Linked DNA regions of Ovis aries: region 2 is linked to region 1. The links are chromatin contacts, called in public Hi-C maps. All regions are on one chromosome and are shown on one strand. The core of a region is the stretch at or near the end of the contact, and the rest is flanking DNA. Distances in the headings are between cores, read along the strand shown.

Region 1 (6,550 bases), core at 3,397-5,896:
TCTGGTGGGTTGTCCACCATTCTTGGTGTTTGTTGGCTTGTGGACAGATCACTCCAATCTCTCCCCTTGCCTTCAGATTGCCTTCTTTCCTGTATCTCTGTCTTCTCCTTTTTGTTCTCTTATAAAGACACCACTCATTGGTTCAGGCCCATCCTAAATCCAGGAGGGTGTCTTCTTGAGATCCTTTGACTAATTATATCAGTGAAGATGCTATTTTCAGATCAGGTCACATTTTGAGGTTCTGGGTGGATCTGAATGTTTGAGGGACCCTATTCAACCCACAACACCCATCCTTAGTTTTTCCTGAGAGAGGAGGAGCCTCAGCATGACAGATAAAGTGAACAGCAGGGCTAGGACCCAACCTGGATTGCCTGGAATGAACACTGGCTCTTGTGTCTCAGGTGTAGCTGCCAGAGGGGCAGACCGGATCCCGCTTCCATGGTGGAATCGGCTTTCGATTGCAGTCCTTTACTGTAGTCTTCCGGTGTCACAGATTTTCATTTGTGAACCTGAAATAACAATCCCCATTCATAGTGCTCTCAGGAGATGAAATGTTCAGACAGGTGAAGCACAAGACAGTTTAGGTAAAGCTCCTGGACTTTATGGTCTGACCCATGGGCGTGGCCTCAGGAAATCCTAGTTATTACAATTCAACACAATTTCTGAGCAGTGTCAGGGTGCGTGCAGCTCCTAGTATTGTGCCTCCATGGGTATTTGGAAAGGAGGACAGTATTGTCCATGATGGTTTTGACTTCAAAGTTGCAGCCATTTATGCTTTTGAATGGTCATTGGTTCAGTTTCCTCGTGAGCACTTTCCTTGTTGTGAGTTGCTTGGCTAACTCTAACGTTAGTAAGTGCACTTCTCTGAATATTTTGGCTGGTGAGTTTCCAACAACCAGAATGTGTGCATCTTTTGTTGTCCAAGTACTCATCTTCCGTATCTTCTAGGGCTAAGGCAGAACATGACATTTCTCTGTGCTGCCCATACCCACATAAATTTGCCTGTCTTGTGGCAGCTCAAGTTTCCTTGAATGGGAGCATAAGTCCTACCCTCACAGGTGGTATAGGAATTACATGCATTAGTGATGAAAGGTACCAGACAGCCTGGCATATGGAAGGTGCCCAAGATATTTTGGCATTTGTTAGTAAGTCTTTTTCTACAGTATGATGGGGCAGGTGGTAGACGAGCCATTCCCCGGTCTGTACCAAAACCATTGGATACTCACTGGTCTGGACTGAGCTTTGTCCATCTTTGTATTTCCTGGTGCTTCATATATAGCACCTGGATCTCAAGACAGTCTCCTTAATATTAGAGGACTGGGTGGATAATCTTTGGTAGAAAATTGTTTCATGGCATTGATGATTTCAGAGTTCTCAAATCATATCTTCTCAAGCAGACAGAGAGATTTGACTTACATGCAACCACAGCTAGAGACACTCACTGAAGCTTTAATTTGCAAGCTTGGTCATGCAGACATGATCATGCCTAGTTGAATGCCTAGTTGGTTGACCTTAGTCTCTAGTCCCTCCAGAGGTTCAAGTTGATACCATATGACCCAGGGCTCCCAGGTAAACAAAGATGCTCTAATCAGATAGAACACCACAAGGGCTTAGAGGTCACCTCCTAAGAGTTGAGGGCAAAGACTCATCTCTTTGGCCAAAGTTCATCCTTTACTGCACATCCGCTGTGTGGACAACCAAACCATTGAAGTGGATGGCTTAAGTATAAGACACAAACACTTAGATGTGCTCACCGGGCCAGTCTTCTTCTGCCCTACAAGGTAGCAGATGCTGCGGACTGGAGAGACCTAGCAGAACGCGATGGGGAGGCTATGGGTCTCTGCCCTCTCTTGTCTCTGCTGGGTGGAGTCTGGCCTGCAGTCCAGGTGTCTTTCTTGCTTGTCCATAGCTGCTGGATTGTTGCCTGTCATTGGGCCAACAGGGAGGAATGCTCATCTGGACTCCGAGGCTCTTCCCCATCATAGACAAGGTCAAAGTCTCAGGTTACACTGTGTCCTGGACACCTCGAGGGGTGGTGGAGGTTTGGGGGAAAAGCCCCTAGGTGTGTCCAGGGTGGCAATGGTCTAACTCATCTTGGGAACTCCCACTGAACTTGCACAGTGGAGAAGTCATGTCCAAGAGTGAAAGTTCTCCATGGCCTTGACTTGCATTCCTGTTAGCAACATGAAGTCTGCTTGCTTTGTTTGGAACTTTATACTGAATGGTTGAGAGTGAAAGTGTTAGTCACTCAGTCGTGTCCAACTCTTTGCGACCCCATGAACTGTAGCTTGCCAGGCTCCTCTGTCCATGGAATTCTCCAGGCAGGAATACTGGAGTGGGGTTGTCATTCTCTTCTCCAGGGGATCTTGCTGACCCAGGGATTGAAACCGGCTCTTCTGCATTGCAGGCAGATTCTTTACCAAATGAATGATTATGAGTGTATGTAAGAGTCCACATGGAACAAACAGAAAACAACATATATGTGAGCACAGCTGGGTGGATCCTCACAACCTGTAGTGCAGTCAGCACCCAAAAGAAGAAACAAACATTGTCAGTGCTCCAGGAGCCCCCCGGGGGAACCCATCCAGCTGTTTGCTCCAAAGGGTAACAGATGCTAACGTCAGTCTCACAGATGAGTTTAATGGTTGCAAAATTTCTATAAATGAGATTATACAGTGTGTGCTTTTTGACACCTGGCATCTGCCACTCAACCTCCAAATATAGGAGGTTCATCCATGTAGTTTTAAAAAAATTGATTTTAATTTGTTTTAATAAATATTAAGTTGATATCTGTTTGGAGATGTCAATTAGTACACACAAATTTATTCCTAAATTGTTCTAATAAATTCCTAAATTTATTTTTACTTTTGATTGGGGTATAGTTGGTTTGTGGAATCTAAAAAAAAAAAAAGCTACAAATGAATGTATCTACAAAACAGAAATACAGATTTCGATAATAAACTTATGGTTACAAGGGAGTAAAAGGTGGGGGAGATAAATTGGAAGACATACACACGTGTGCTAAGTCACTTCAGTTGTGTCTGACTCTTTGTGACCCTATGAACTGTAGCCCTCCAGATCCTTCTCTGTCCATGGGATTCTCCAGGCCAGAATACTGGAGTCAGTTGCCATGCTCTCCTCCAGGGAATCTTCCTGACTCAGGGATCAAACCCGCATCTCTTACGTCTCCTGCACTGGCAGGCAGGTTCTTTACCACTAGTGCCACCTAAGAAGCCCTGGCACATACACACTACTGTATATAAAATAGATAACTAATAAGGACCTACTGTATGGGACAGGGAACTCTACTCAGTACTCTGTAATGACATATATTGGAAAATAATCTAATAAAAGGGGGGAATATATGTATAACTGATTTACTTTGCTGTACGCCTGAAACTAACACAGCATCCATGTAGTTCTGTGTGGTACTACACTGTTCATTCTTGGTATTTCTGTCTTATTCCATTGGGTGACTGTATATTTTTTTAGTTCTGCTTTTGATGGACAATGTAGGCCGTTTCCTTACTGGGTTTAATATGACAGTGCTGCCGTGAACTTTCTTGTACAGGTCTTTTGGGGAAACAAACGCCAGCATCTCTGTTGCTCATATGCCTCTTGCAATGTAGGCTGCAGTCCATGGGATTGCTAAGAGTTGGACACGACTGAGCGACTTCACTTTCACTTTTCACTTTCATGCATTGGAGAAGGAAATGGCAACCCACTCCAGTGTTCTTGCCTGGAGAATCCCAGGGATGGGGGAGCCTGGTGGGCTGCCGTCTATGGGGTCGCACATTGTCGGACACGACTGAAGCGACTTAGCAGCGGCAGCAGCAGCAGCTATGAGTGAACGTGCTGTAGAGTCTGCAGAAAGTCCTGGAGCACATGAGGAGGTGCCCTTGACAGTGGCGGGTGAGAAATGCCCAGTGAGACTGGCATTCTTTCCCACAGAGCCTCTGCAGCTGGCACAGCCCCTGCAGCCTCTCAGACCCTTCTATTTTATGAGAACCCTTCTTCATCCACCCCCAGGGAAGAACCGGCCCCCAGATCCTATCCATGCCTGCCAGACACATCTGTTTTGTCTCCATCCTGCAGGGCCCCTGAAGAAGAAAGTGATCTGGTTCCTAACACACCAATCAAACAGAAAATTAACATATGTGGCAGAATGCTGGAGCTCCTACTTCGGGGCACTTGTAAAGATAACAAGACACTTAGTTTTTGAAGGAAAGCCATTTACTGGCACTCTTTCTTGCATCTCCCAGAGGAAAGGGGAGATCGTTCTAGCTCCCTGTTTTGACTCTCTGTTTTGAACTAAGATGGTCATATATATATTTTTTTCTACCCGACAGAATTAAGGCAGCAGCCGGTGTGAAAATAACTGCGGTGAGAGTCAGCAGCGAGGACCAGTGGGCAGTCCAGGAAGAAATAGATAACGACAGCATTCAGACCACGGCCACTCTCACATGCGTGGGCCATCACCCGGACACACAGAGCAGGTAAGCGCTGGGATCCTTCAGGTACCTCAGCAGCCATTTGTTGGGGATGGCTGCAGATGCTGATAGCAAAATAATGTGTGTATAAATAAAGCAATGCCTCTGCATTTAATGGGCGATGTGTTCTTTTGAGCTCATCAGTGCAGCTCCGTCCTGCAGCTTCTGAATAGGTCCATTATGGGATGTGATGCTGGCTGAAGGCTTTATCCTTTATGCTCTTTATACATCAATGACCTGATTAGGTTGGCAATCTCAAAAATTACCTGCACTCACATTTGTCATGGTGCAGGGTTTGATAACCATTATTTTTAAATTTTATTATTGTTATTGTTGGCAGCGAAGAACTGAAGAATGAAATGGGTAAAATAGAAATGATTCAAGAGGCAAGTGGGAAAAGTACTTTTTTAATGAGCAAATGTAGGGTGGCTCTAAGCTGTCTAGTAATTGTCTCTTAGTGCTTAAAGGTGGTTGTTTTGCAGATATCACACCTGGGTATTGGCATATGGGCTCAGAATGTGAAGTTAGGTCAACTTCACATCATTGGCGGATCTTCTCCAGCTCAGATACCACCCTTGGGTTTATGGTGCTGAGCTCACCTGGGAGGCAGAGGGAGGTCATTGCTAATAATATTGCATCAGGGCTCCCAACAAGCAGAATGAGCTCAGGCCTGTTGCAATAGCCTTTTCTACGATCTCTTTGCCTGTCTTCTCTTCTCTTTTGACTGAGCAGTGCTGGCTATGCCATACTCCCATTTTTTTTCCCCAAATATTTATCTATTTTTGGCTGGATTATTTTGGCTTAGTTGCAGCCTGAGGGCTTCTCTCTAATTGTGGTGCACAGACTCAGTAGTTGCAATGTGCAGACTTAGTTGCCCTGCAGCCCTGCAGCATGTGGGATCTTAGTTCTCTGACCAGGTATTGAACCTGAGTCCCCTGCATTGCAAGGTGGATTCTTTTTTTGTTTGTTTGTTTGTTTGTTTTTTTTTTTGTAGCAAGGTGGATTCTTAATTACTGGACCACCAGGGGAGTCTTCCTACCCATTTTAAAGCCATTAATAGCTCCCCCTTCAGCCAGGATGAGACCTAACTTCTCAGGTTGGCAAAGAGCCCCTTTCTGATCTCTTACTTACCACCTTCTATCGTCATAACCTGTTCTCTTTTCTTTAGTTCTTGTTTTTGTTTTTTTGGCTTTTTGGCTGTACCGTGGGGCATGTGGGGTCTTAGTTCCCTAAACAGGGATTGAACCCACATGCCCTGCAGTGGAAGTGCAGAGACTTAACCACAGGACTGCCAGAGAAGTCTCTATTTCCTTGTTTTTAAACGCTTTGAGGTCCATGATGTTGGGCACTGAAGGAGCATTTGGTGAATGAATGAGGGGGTCGGTGGTGGGAGCATAAGAAATGGAGAGATTGGGTGGAATTTGCCTTTTCCAGTGGATTTCTAGGCTGAGTGCTGTTTCATCTTGGGCAACCTCAGCCAACCTCAGCTAGAACTCAGTTCTGACTGCTTTTGAAGATCTCTTTCAAAAGGAAAGAGAGACTCAGGTTGAGTGACCAAAAAGCCTTCTATTAAGGGTATTGACCAGGGGATCTGGGTTCTGGGTGCCTCTCACTCCCAAATCAACATTCTGGATATTGTCCTTTACGTCCCTTGGCAGAACTTTAGTCTGAGACCTCAGTTGACCCATGATTTCCCTGGAAATCTCTACTTGCTATCTGAACACCCCTGAATCCTGTGTTGATACATGAAGAGAGCTTAGGATTTACGTATTTGGGCTCAGCTGCAAGTGCTAGAATTCCCACCTAAAATGGCTGCTACAGTAGGGTTTTGTGATCTCATGTGACAAGAAATTCGGAGGTGGGTGTTTCCGTGGTTGGTTAATCTCGCAGCACAGTTGTGTTGCCCGGGGGTGTGCTCTGTCTTTCCACTGTATCATGCCCAGTTTGTTGGCTGTCATCCTCCAGCTTGTTTCCTCGTGGCTGCAAGATGGCTGAAGCAGTTCCAGACATCACAAACTTGTCTAGTTGTATACAAAGACTGGAAGGGAGGGGGGCTTCTC
Region 2 (6,571 bases), core at 3,028-5,527, 74 kb before region 1:
TCAGGGGGATGTCTGGGCAGACAGACCAAAGGGCATGATGGGTTAGAGCAACCAGAGGATGGTTTCGGACCAGACTCATGGGGAGGGACCTCTAACTCCTAGTCTGATCCTCCTTTTTCTGGCCACATTTCTCGAAAGAGTTGTCTGTTTTCAGTGTTTCCTTCCTCTTGTTCTGCCTGCTCCTCACCGCCATCATTCTGCTTCTCGCCACTGCATCTCCACTGAAACTCTGCTGAGTTCATCCAAGTTATTGTCAAATGCTCGGGTTCTTCTCAGGGAAGGATCCCTCCTTCTCAGAAGTCTTCCTAGCACTCTAATAGCTGTTCTTTTAAAAAATACTCATTTATATTTATTTATTTGGCTATGCTGGGTCTTAGTTATGGCATGCAGGATCTAGTTCCCCCACCAGGGATTGAGCCCAGGCTTCCTGCATTGGGAGCTCGGAATTATAGCCACTGGACCCCAGGGAAGTACCCCAATGATGGCTTTTCTGATAACAACATCCATCTCTCTAGAAATCCATCTCTCCCCTGCCCCACATCGTGAGTGCCCCTTGGAGCCTTCTCTTCAAGGCTCCTTGTCACCTGCCAGAGCCCCCCACATTAAGGGGTCACTTCCCGCTCTGTGGGTGTCTCTTTGGGCTGCTTCCCCAAGCGACTGCTCTTGCCACCTCCTTTCTGGCAGCATCCACATCCCTCCCTCAGAGTCCTGCTGAGCTGTGGCTGCAGTGTCTAATGCATCACTTTGTGGGCATTTCTGCCAGGTGGGCCCACTCATCTCTCAGACTCACTATGCCCCAAGTTAGAGTGCATCCTCCTCCCCCAGGGATACTCTCCTTGGTCTTCGTGACTGTCTCACCCTTTTGCCCGCGCCTCAGCCCAGCACAACTCTTAATTCTTTCTTTCCTCTCCAGCTCCCTTTCCCCTCCCACCATAGCTAGGTAATCCCCCAGTCCTCTCAAAATCTCCTGAACCTTACTCCATCCTACTGGCCCTTTCTGCAATAGAGAGCATGGTGACTTTGAGGAAATTGGAGCTGATAAACCAAAAGATATGACCATGAGATGACCTGAACCACGGGAAAGGCAGCACTTTCCCTGGGGAGATGGGCAATAGCTGGGGGTGAGGCTCACCCCCAGGTGGGGCTCACGTGTCCAGAGCTCAGTGGGAGGTCAGGGAGCTCCAGAAGGCCATAACACCTGGGGATCTTTTATTGTCCAGGGTTTTTTCTTATGGAAGGTAGCAGATGTTGAGTGCCTGGGATATGCAAAATAAGCAGAATCTAAATGGCTATAAAACCATGGTTATTTGGGCTACATTTAAAGCAATTGCATATGTAAAAAATTGAGTTTGGCATCAGCAGTCTTTGGGCTAATGGTTCTAGCTGAGTTCTCAAGAAATAAAGTGTGGGGGTTGGTTAGCAGACAGGAGCCTTCTTTGGTCCATTTGTATAACGAGGTCACTACCTTTTAATGACTTGGACCTTTGTGTCTGTCTCTGTCTTGGTCATTCCTGCTTCCAGTCCATCCTCCATCATCCCAGGGCACTGGCTTACCAACCGCATTGTGTGGTGCCATGTTCCTGTGACGCCAGCCGCTTTAGAGGCTTCCCGTTAGGCCTGGGATGAAGTCCAGGCACTATGAAGGGGCCCCACCGGGCCCTGTGTGACCTGGAGCCCCCCTTGTCCCGAGTCTGCCTGCGTCTCTCTCCTCCCCCACCTGCTGCAGCAGTGCTGTGTGTCCCCCACCCTTGGTCCTTCGCCCGTGCTGCTCTCCTCCCAGACCCTCTTTCAACCCCTTGACCTGGTTCATTCCATTATTCTCTGTCCCCATCTTCATCCACATGGCTTTCTATGTGTGGAAATCTCTCTTCTTTCCCCTATAAACATACCACCCACTGGCTTTTATTCAGTATGCCCTAATCACATCTGCAAAGACCTAATTTTCAATGAAAGTCACTTTTAAAAGAAATATTTAATTTTATTTGGCCGCGTTGGGTCTTAGCTGTGCATGCAGGATCCTCACTGCATGGTACGGGATCTTTTCTCGTGGCACATGGACTCTCTAGTTGTGTTGCTCAGGCTCCAGCAGACTTAAGTAGTTGCTCCGCCGCATGTGGGATCTTAGTTTTCCGATCAGGGATGGGACCCACGTCTCCTGCATTGCAAGGCGAATTCATAATCACTGGACCACCAGGGAAGTCCCTTAGTTCACATTTTGAGGTTCCAAGTGGACATGAGGTTTTGGTGGATACTGTTGAATCCACTGCAGGTCCCATCGGCTTTGGTTCCATCAAGACTGCGTCAGGGGACTTCCCTGGTGGTCCAGTGGTTAAGGCTTCACTTCCCACTGGAGGGAGTGTGAGTTCGAGCCTTGCTTGGTGAGCTATGATCCCACATGCCTGGGGGCCCAAAAGCCAAGACATGAAACAGAAATAATATTGTAATAAATTCAGTAAAGACTTTAAAAATAGTCTGCATCAGAAAACATCTTAAAACAATATTGTATTAGAAGCCCCTCTTCTGTCATGACTCTTGTTTTTCATTATGGGAATGACTTTTTATGTTCATACCCCCAAACTAGACAAAATTTCATGGGGCAGGGCTGCATTGGTCCATGGTCCCCCCCTACCTTCAGTGCTTGGCACAGGACTGGCCCATGATAAGCACTGAGTGAATGGATGCGTGATGGATGGGTGGTCATATGGACTGAATGTGATAGTATCAGGAGGTGAATTGTGGGCAGGTGATCAGTTTTAGCCGAGGTCACGAGGGTGAAGCCCCCGTGGTGGGATAAGTGCTCTTGAAAAGAGAGGAACAGGGAATTCCCTGGCAGTCTGGTGATTGGGACTCCATGCTTTCACTGCCAAGGGCTTTAGCTCAGTCCCTGGTTGGAGAACTAAGAGTCCACAGGCTGTGTGGCATGGCTAAAAATAAAAAGAGAGAGAGAGAGAGGAAGAGACACCCGCACTCCCTCTCTCTGCCATGTGGGGATACAGGGAGAGGCTAGCCATCTGTAAGCAAGGAAGCAGGCTCTCACCAGAGATCAAATTGGCCAACACCTTGATTTTCGACCCCCAGCTCCAGAACTCTGAGAAAATAAATGTCTTTTGTTTAAGCCACCCTATGGCATTTCATGATAGCAACACTAAGGTAGTGGGTATGCCTGATCCATCCCATCTGATGCCCACAAACTCCTAGGATCATCCTCCTGTCTCCTTTTCCCCCATGTTCCTCCTGGGGGCTGGGGTGCTCACCACGGTGACCAGATGGTTGAAAAATGGGCTGATTTTCCAGCCAAGGTCACTTGCTCTGGAGCCCAGGTTCCTCCCCTACTCCTTGGCTTTGGGGGGACTTCAAGGAAGCCAGGCACGTGAGCAGGACCTGAGTGACCTCTGGTTGGATGTACAGCAGGTGATAGGCTGTGTTTTTTCCGTGGGGACGGTTCCCTAATAGATATCTCAGTGCCGGGTGGTCCTGTCCCCATGTCACTGTCACCACGCAGGCTGAATTCATCAATGTTGGGATCAGTGTTTTCACATCTTACCCTGCTTGGGTCTCTCAGCACTCAGGTGGTCACTGAGAGGGAAGAACATGGATAGTTTTTGAGTCAGAGGCTGGAGAGATTTCCTCCTGGAGCAAGTAGAACTGAAAAAGAGGGAAGAAAAGCCCTTTCATAAAACTGCCAGAATTTCCCTGGAAGGATGTGAAAGATTCAGACAAAAATCATTTCTTCTCCTCTCTGCAATTTCTCAGGGTGAAACTAGTGGACAAAGACACGGGAGGGAAAAGATCATGGGGTCAGCCTGGAGCTCTGCTTGGCTCGCTGCCTTTGTAGATCACTGGGCTTGGTAGCCAGTTTGTGGCAGGGAAAACCCGGCAGTGTCTCTGGGGGTCTGTGGTGCCTCCTCCCTCCTGGGTGTACTTTCAGGTCCTTCCAGAGCACAGGGACCCTAGTTGTGCTGGGTGCTTCTCCCCTTCCCCTCACCATTTTGCTGCCTGTGGTCCCCTTTGTCCCAAGCTGAGGTCTGGGGCAGGGGTGACCCCCTCTCTCACTGAAGCCCAACAGAGTTGGGGTTTCTGTTGCCTGCCAACAAAGAATCTGGTCCCAGAGAGTCATCATGCTTTGTCTAATCGTTTTCTATCAGAAAGCAGCAATGAGTCTTGGTTAAAGTCTCCAAATCAAACTGTGTTGCCCATTTCAGCTATGGAAATGGGGAACCAACCACTTGCTTCTTGCAGCGTGGAACAGCCTCGGCCACTAGGTGGCAGTGTTGCAGCGCACGAGACCCCTGTTGCTGCAGAGGCGACCTGTGGCAGGAGAGAGGAGCCCTGGGTCAGGGACACCGATGTGGGGCGGGCCGGGAAGCCAGTGTCCTGGGTTGGGTGCAGGGAGCTACCTCCTCCTTCAGCAATGCTGTCCTCTGTGTTCCTTCATTTCCGGGATGACTGCCCAACACAAAATAAACTCAGAATTAAATTTGAGAAAAAGAGGATTGAGGGATTTTTGGTTTTGTTTTTCCCAAGACTCCCCAGGGTTGTTTTGGTTTTACCTATGACAGGGGTTCATGGCACAACCCCTGGGGCCAGTGTGGGGAGGAAGTTTCTTTCTTACTTTTTAAAATGAAGACTTTATTTTTAAGAGCAGTGTAGGTTCACAGTGAAGTTAAGAGGTATAGAGATTTCCCATACACTCCCTGTGCCCCCCCAACCCCAACCACCCTCGGCGAGGCAAAGGTCCCTCTGCACTTCACTCCCCTCACCACTCACCAGAGGAGGTTTCTATTTCTTTCTTTGTGTTCTCTGTGGGTTTTATTCTGGGTCATAGGATCAGTCAGAAGCAATAATGGAGCCCTTCTTTGCTTTGGTGAAGGGAGGTGACTGAGTCTGAGCAGCAGCTGTCATGGGATCAAACAGAGGAGAAATGTTTTGGGAGCCAGTGGAGAATAGCAGTTGGAGCCTGGACTCTGGAGCCCAATCCTGGCTCCACCCCTCTCATGCTGTGTGACTTTAGGCATGTTTCTTGACCTCTCTGTGCCTTCATTTTTTCAATCAATAAAATGGACATAATTATATTACTTATATAATTGTATAAATAATAATGATAGCAATCTGAAAATAATATCCTATCTCATAGGATCAGGTAAAGAGGTGATATAAATAAAGCAGAATGGTGACTGGCACATAGTAGGCACTTCCTAGTTCCTAGTTATTGCTACTGTTTTAAAAAATATTTTATTTGTTTATTTATTTGACTCTGTTGTATCTTGGTTGCTGATTGCAGGCTTCTCTTTAGATGTGGCCAGAGGGCTTAGTTGCCCCACAGTATGTGAGAACTTAATACCCTGACCAGGGATCAAAGTCACGTCCCCTGAATTGGAAAGCAGATTCTTAACCACTGAAGCACCAGGGAAGACCCTATAACTACTATTATTTTATTCACTGGATCCTACTGATGATACATTTGTGATGATTCCCAATCAATATTGATGTCTTCTTTCTCAAATTTGGCGGCACACATAACTCATATCAGGCAAGTTAACAATACAACTTTTACCTTCTTTTATTATCAGGTTTTTAAGTGTAGATATCTTCTCTTTTCAGTTACAATTTTTAGTTCCCCCAAGGCAGGCTGTGTCCTCTGCTTGTCTATTCTGGTCACAACTCTGCACTTCCTGCATCTTAGGGTACCTTGACTTACCTGATTAACTGGAGAAATTAATTCAGACAGAAAATACTCTTACTTTTTTATCCTTTTGGCTGTGCTGCAAGGCATGTGGGATCTTATTAATAGTTTCCTGACCAGGCCCCTGTAGAGGAAGCAGAGTCTTAACCACTGGACTGCCAGGGAAGTCCCCCTCTTATTTATTTTTGTGGTAGGCAAAAATAAATTTTCAAGCAGTTGAATAGCCTAAAGAATTGTAGCAGGGATGTTGAAGGCGTCTGAGCTCATGCTGTTTAAACTCTTAAGCCTTAAACAACAGTCTTAAAGATTTCCTAAAGTAGATTTTCTAGGCAACGACTACAAAGACTACAGTAGTTGCCCAACTACAACTGGGCAATCTTTGTTTCCCTTCCTGTAGTTACTTCACGTGTTCATTTTTGGCATATAGCACTGTGAGCTTTTGACAAATATATAGAGTCATGTAACCAACGCAACAGTCAGGATACAGAACAGTTCCATCACCCCATTCCTAATCCTTTGTTTTGAGTTTTTGCAGTGAAATAGTTAAATCTCAGCCTCTGATCCCTGGCAATCACTGCTCTGTCCCTCATGCCTCCAGTTCTGATTTTACTAGACTGTCACACATATGGAATCGTATAGTAGGTAGCTTTTCGAGGCTGCCTTCTTTTTGGCAGCAAAATGCATTTGAGATTTATCCATATTGTGTGGATATCCATCATTTGCTTTATTGGATAGATGGAAACAACTATCCATCAAGTTGTTTCCCCTTCAGTGGCTACACCACCAGATATTTATCCCTTCACCCACTGAAGGATGTTTGTGAAGTTGCATGTGGATGACGTTGTTTAAATGCTGATTCCGGCCAGACCTGAAGGTAGCCTCTCTCTC

Evidence for each region. Hi-C and Micro-C count contacts between places; a contact is called where the count stands out from the background.
Region 2: a Hi-C map of hypothalamus shows a contact between it and region 1, with 1.9 times the contacts expected there. The contact joins two enhancer-like sites. A contact is called at or near these places in 3 of 16 Hi-C or Micro-C datasets (blood, hypothalamus and tail adipose tissue).

What each region holds. Positions count from the first base shown.
Region 1 is chr17:50,502,442-50,508,991 of ARS-UI_Ramb_v3.0, reverse strand. TMEM132B (transmembrane protein 132B) reads left to right here. Exons shown (of 11, transcript XM_027980250.3): 5 at 4,350-4,496. Among named protein-coding and RNA genes, the nearest start is that of TRNAG-CCC, 140 kb to the left of the region's middle. Within about 2 kb of position 4,646, at least 6 of the 54 cell types and tissues checked have an H3K27ac peak or open chromatin away from gene starts, as enhancers often do. A contact at or near this core is called in hypothalamus, where this site is marked.
Region 2 is chr17:50,576,042-50,582,612 of ARS-UI_Ramb_v3.0, reverse strand. All of the region lies in intron 1 of TMEM132B (transmembrane protein 132B), which reads left to right. Among named protein-coding and RNA genes, the nearest start is that of TRNAG-CCC, 71 kb to the left of the region's middle. Within about 2 kb of position 4,277, at least 11 of the 54 cell types and tissues checked have an H3K27ac peak or open chromatin away from gene starts, as enhancers often do. A contact at or near this core is called in hypothalamus, where this site is marked.